2 separate regions of the Ovis aries genome follow, and region 1 is linked to region 2. The links are chromatin contacts, called in public Hi-C maps. All regions are on one chromosome and are shown on one strand. The core of a region is the stretch at or near the end of the contact, and the rest is flanking DNA. Distances in the headings are between cores, read along the strand shown. Region 1 has its middle 45 kb from the start of MAL2. Region 2 has its middle 24 kb from the start of CCN3.

Evidence for each region. A called contact is a pair of places that touch in the nucleus more often than the background predicts.
Region 1: a contact with region 2 is called in a Hi-C map of tail adipose tissue, with 6 times the contacts expected there. The contact joins two enhancer-like sites. A contact is called at or near these places in 8 of 16 Hi-C or Micro-C datasets (hypothalamus, mesenteric adipose tissue, muscle and 4 more).

What each region holds. Positions count from the first base shown.
Region 1 is chr9:58,041,580-58,044,762 of ARS-UI_Ramb_v3.0, reverse strand. No RefSeq gene overlaps it. Among named protein-coding and RNA genes, the nearest start is that of MAL2, 45 kb to the left of the region's middle. Within about 2 kb of position 1,437, at least 2 of the 54 cell types and tissues checked have an H3K27ac peak or open chromatin away from gene starts, as enhancers often do. A contact at or near this core is called in tail adipose tissue, where this site is marked.
Region 2 is chr9:57,906,936-57,909,722 of ARS-UI_Ramb_v3.0, reverse strand. No RefSeq gene overlaps it. Among named protein-coding and RNA genes, the nearest start is that of CCN3, 24 kb to the left of the region's middle. Within about 2 kb of position 1,377, at least 3 of the 54 cell types and tissues checked have an H3K27ac peak or open chromatin away from gene starts, as enhancers often do. A contact at or near this core is called in tail adipose tissue, where this site is marked.

The sequences.
Region 1 (3,183 bases), core at 188-2,687, 130 kb before region 2:
AGCAAGGAGATCCAACCAGTCCATCCTAAAGGAAATCAGTCCTGAATACTCATTGGAAGGAATTTGTTGAAGCTGAAACTCCAATACTTTGGCCACCTTATGTGAAGAACTGACTCCTTAGAAAAGACCCTGATGCTGGGAAAGATCAGCATCATTGAAGGCGGGAGGAGAAGGGGACAACAGAGAATGAGATGGTTGGATGGCATCACTGATTCAATGGACATGAGTTTGAGTAAACTCCAGGATGGACAGGGAGGCCTGGCGTGCTCCGTGGAGTCGAAATGGGTCGGACCGCTAACATTTATTGAACATTTACTAGATGCTAGTCACTGATCCAGGCTTCCCAGGTGGTGCAGTGGTAAAGAATCTGCCTGCCAAAACAGGAGACACAAGAGACGCAGGTTCAATCCCTGGGTCAGGAAGATCCCCTGGAGTAGAAAATGCTCCTGTTCCAATATTCTTGCCTGGCAAATTCCATAGACAGAGGAGCCTGGCAAGCTATAGTCCATGGGGTCACAAAAGAGTCAGATACGACTTAGCAAATGAGCACCCACAGTCACTGATCCAAGAACATCAGATGTATCACACCCTCCCCAAACCCCTAGACATACCTTTATGATCACCATTTTCCAGATGTCAAAACTAAGGTCGTTGGAACGTGAGGATTTGTTTCACGTCGTGTGACATTTCCAACCTAAGTGATATGGCCCAAGAAGGCAGGAAGTACGGAAACCTAACACATTTCACAATTCTGAACCAAGTGCAAAGAGTTGGGTAAATTTATACTTTTAGGTTTTATCATGGCCGTGTACTTGGTTGGTGAACACTGGAGAAATGCTAGAGTGTTTTACAACAAGACACAGACATTTCCCACAGATTTCCAGCTACCTCTGTTTTTGCACTCCAGCCTGCTATCAGTCTTTTCATCTGCCATCAGGGTTCAACAAAGGGCACCAAGCTATGAAGTGTATGAAAACAAGTGCAACATGGGTTGCATGCCTCCACTACATCCTGTCCTACAGTTTAGTGCACCTGAGGCAAATCTCTCTGGAATTCAGATGAGCTCTGGTCACTCACAGTTGATAGCTGTGGGACAACCCTACTGATCAAATGACCCTAAAGCAAGAATTTTGTTGGGGTGTTTTTTCATGAAATATGTTTAGTTTGGGTTTGTACTCACACTGCAAAGTCACAAGTGAGAATCCTTTTTCTGTCCCGTTCTTTTTCTCTCTTGACCACTTGGTAATTTCCATTTCGATTAAATTCAGATTAATCGAAGAGCATTCAATGCTGAAACCCACATTCACTTTTCTTTTAGCTGTTCTTCCATCCAACCAGGAGAGGGCAGTATGAGCACAGTTTAGAGGCTTGATAGGTAGCTGCTCAAGAGTAGGAAACTTCAGAAAGATTTTCCATTTTAACATGATCTGCTCTTGAGTCCCTTGCCTCAGGGTTATGTGTAAACCCACAGTTTAAGGCTGTATGTAACATTCTGTCCTAAGTAAGGGCTGAGAGTTTGGCTTCTTTTAAGTCACTAAGCCAAAACTTAATCATTAAAAACACAGATAGCAATAAATGTAATCATAATGCTTGTTTCCACTTGGTGGGGTGAAGGGGTGAGAGTGTTAAGTGCTCAGTCATGTCCGACTCCTTGTGACTCCATGGATTGTAGCCTGCCAAGCTCCTCTGTCCATGGAATTTCCCAGGCTAGAATACTGGAGTGGGTTGCCATGCCCTCCTCCATGGAATCTTCCCGACCCAGGGATTGAACTGGGGTCTCCTGAATTGTAGGCTGTTTCTTTACTGTCTGAGCCACCAGGAGGAGTGAGGGGAGACATGAAAAACATCAGCACTTTCATGTCCTTGAGACATTCATTACATTACAATTAAAAGTCATTTTTTCAAACACCTTTCAGTATCTTTTGCTATTAATCAAAATACAATTTGGGAACATAGTCCCGGGTTTCCCCGTTTGCAAAACTTGGTGGCTCCTTCTACTAAAGATGGGCAATGCTGTCAGCCTTCACTTACAGCCTTATGGTGATTGAATTATTAACAGCAACACACTTAAGGCCATCATGCTTGTCATATAATAATCAAAGTAAAAAGAAAAGAAATGCTATATCTTGTAGTCACCTCTCTTTCCGTCTTTGCCCTCTGTGATTGAAGTCGCAGTTATTTTCACAACCAGCTTGGTGGGGTGGTTCCATGAAAGAAATACAGAGTTGAGAGCCAGGTAGAACTTGTTTTATATTTTGACTCTACTGGGAGATTGAAGGCTAGTCTGGTAATGGAAAAGACCCTGATGCTAGAAAGACCGAGGGCAGGAGGAGAAAGGGGTTTCAGAGAATGAGAGATGGTTGGATGGTATCACTGACTCAATGGACACAAGTGTGAGCACGCTCCAGGAGATGGTGAAGGACAGGGAAGCCTGGTGTGCTGCAGTCCATGGGGTCATAGAGAGTTGGACACGACTTGGCGACTGAACAACAACAACAAGAATTGGAGCAGGAGCTGCTGCTGCTGCTGTTTTTGTTGCTGTTATGAACTGACCCATGACATTCCTCCAGGGGATAATGGAGTCTTTGTGTTATTCTGGTAACACAGGTATTAGCCCAAATAAATCATTTTCTTTTTAATCAAACAACTCAGTTTTCAATATTAAGGAGGAAAATTCAAATCTTCTTTTCATTCACTCCCCAATTCATATTTCTCAAATTTCCTATCCTCTATTAAGTCCTTTTCTTCCATATGCCTTCTTTCCCTTCAGGAAAGCCAACAGCAAAAGTCATAAGAAATAATAATAAGAAACCTTCTCAAAACTTACTTGCAGTTGACTCAGTGTTACTTACCTCTGAGAAAGGAACCAAATTTGGTCCTAAAGAAACAATGATTTCAGCAAATACCACAGAGTTAATGAAAATCTTTTCTTACATGCTTTGAATATTACACTATGTTTTACAGATACAAATTGCAGACAGAAATCAAACTATCAATTTAAACAAGACATTTTCACAAGTGTAATTTGTTATTCACAACAGTCTTCTAAGAAGACAGATATTATTCACATTCTACTGAGAAATAAACGGATGCTAATGGATTACACCATTAGCTCTAAATAGGTCCCAGTAGACAGATTTTCAGATTTCTAGTCCAGCACTCTTGCTTCAGTACAGCATTGTT
Region 2 (2,787 bases), core at 128-2,627:
CAAGGCATAGCAAAATATGCTATACAACACACTCTTATAGACCTTATAAATCATAACCCATCATGCAGATGACAGACATACCCAAGCAAAAAAGGAAAAAATGAGGGTGAGATTTCTATTCTTCATAAATCATGCTTCATTCCAATGTATTCTATATCAGAGGAGGATAACTGATTCTATTTGGATGAGCTCATTTAAACATGTCAAGCTGTTTCACAAAGATTAATTAAAATATGTCAGCTATGCTGGTGGCAAAGCCATCTTGTTTTAAATCTTCAAGAAGTAATATACAAAGCAGGATTACAACTGTTCAGCCTTTAGCATGACATGCATAAAATCAATATTTCAAGCTCCTTTGGGAGCTACAGCCCAGCATGTTGCATATGAATCGTCATAATGACCTCACCCAGCCCCTCCTGTCCAGTGGGAAATGGGATTACCCAGCCTTCGAGGAGGGACTCAAAGGCTAAGCAGTTCCGAAGAGCTGTGGACAGGCTGATGGTTTTCTAGAAGACAAACGTCAAATGTACAAGTTTCCTAGATGCCATGCCTTAATCAGTCCCAGATGCTCCAAACTCAGAGAGCCAAACTCAGTCATTGGAAAGGCTTTGAGGACAGCAGAGCAAAGGCATGGTCAGAGCCCATCCTGAATGGCTTCTCACTTCCCAGAAGTTCACAATAGCAAGACTTCTATAGAGCCCAGAAGGGCTTCCCAGGAACTGCTAGTGGTAAATGATCCACCTGCCAATGCAGGAGATGCAAGAGACATGGGTTCAAACCGTGTGTGAGGAAGATCCCCTGGAGGAGGAAATGGCAACCTGCTTCAGTGTTCTTGCCTGGAAAATTCCATGGACAGAGGAGCCTGGCGGGCTACAGTCCATGGGATCGTGAAGAGTTGGACACAACTGAGCACACAATATGATTATATATTCCAGAAGAAAAAAAATGAACCTAAAAGTTTCATCTGGGAGATCTTATCTTTTTTGAGATTTTATCTTGTATCTCACTGAATGAAAGCAGTTCTCATTGATTGATCTTTCTGGATTTATTATAACCAATATTTTAATTTCTGTATTTTTAAACTTTGTGTAAAACTAGGTTCTCCTTTGAAATTTGGTTGATTTAAGATTCCTACCAATTCTTTCCTTGTGTTTTGAAATTTCAGCTCCACTTGAGGATGCCTTAAGGATAATCTGAGAAGCAACATGGTTAGGATTGACTAGCGCAATATTTTAGCTGGGATGATTTTGCTTCCCAGGGGATGTTTATCTAAAGACATTTTTTTAAAAAATTTTAACAGCAGGGGAGTTGCTACTGGCATCTGGTGGATAGAGGTCAAAGATACTTCTAAACATCCTACAAAGCACATGACAGCTCTCACAACAAGGAATTATCCAACCCAGTTGCCAATAGTGCCACAGCGAAGAAGCCTTGCATAATAGCAAAAGCTTAATGTCAGAAAAAGCTCAAGTTTAAACCCTCTCTCCAACTATGTTGTAGGAGGCAAAGAAAGCGACAGACTAATTATTCCAGTGTTGACTAATAAGAAATCTCTGAAAAAAAGATGCTGCAGAAACCACTTTTGTGACAAGATGGATGAGCTAGAAAATACATGTGGCCTTATGGCTGGCCATTAGAACACAACTTGGAAAGATAAACTCCAGGACTAACTGGGAAAAAGAATTGATAACCAAAGAGATTGCCCATTTGTGACATATTTTGGCTGACTTAGGGACCCTCACTTTTTCTGGGAAAGTGTTAATATCCAGAAAAACTGAAAGAGGAATTAAGATAAGCATCAGCTATGTGTTGTTTTTAAGCCACAGTTGAAGAGAGATCATGAAATACATTTTTTCATTCATGTCTGTCTCTCCCCTATGTGAGAAACATGGCATGCGCAATTGGCGCCTATATTATCCTTTGGGCAATAAGTTATCCCAGTTGCCTTAGCAACTGTCAATATTTGTCTGGTATGTCACAGCCCCAAGTTGGCTGATGTCTGATTCAACATTTACTTGTAAAGTTTAGGGAAGAGAGACACCCAGTGGTCTAAATGAAACCGACCTGCTGAAAGCCATCTTCTGCTTCATTTTATTTTCACTTGAGAATGTTTATTAATCTTTTAATCTGATCCTCTTTTAATGATCAGCAATACCCTCAGTTAAAATTATGGAAACAGAGAAGAACAAGGGTTGGAACACTTACTTTATCTATAAAGGAGCCAACAGCAAATATTTTAAGCTTTTTGTGCCATATAGCCTCCATTGCAACTATACAACTCTGCTGTTAGAGCATAAGGGCAGCATTAGACAATAGATAAACAAATGAGCATATCTGTATGGCAATACAATTATATTTACAAAAAGAAGCAGCAGATGAGATATGTCCTACAGGCAATGGCTTACCACCTCTGCAAAGGAAAATAGAATTGATATGCCTTTTCAAGCTATACTTGCAAATGTCCCTTCATTCTCCCAAATTTCCAGAGACTTGGAAGAGTTCCTGCAAAAAGAAATAAAATCAGCATTCAGTTAATAACATATGCACAACAGCTATGTATTGTGTGTGTACTGTTCCAAGCACTTATTCTAAATACCAGGATAACAGCAAGGTACAAAGCAGTTAAAAATCCCTGTCCTATAGATCTTATAATTATAGTCGGTAATAGACTGTGTAAAGAAAATGTCCAAGAGACTTTCCTGGAACTCGTTCGTATTTAGGGGACTTTCTGTACAAGAAGGAATGGAATTGCCATTGGAGAAAGGATGGTAAGGAAAACTTCAATGA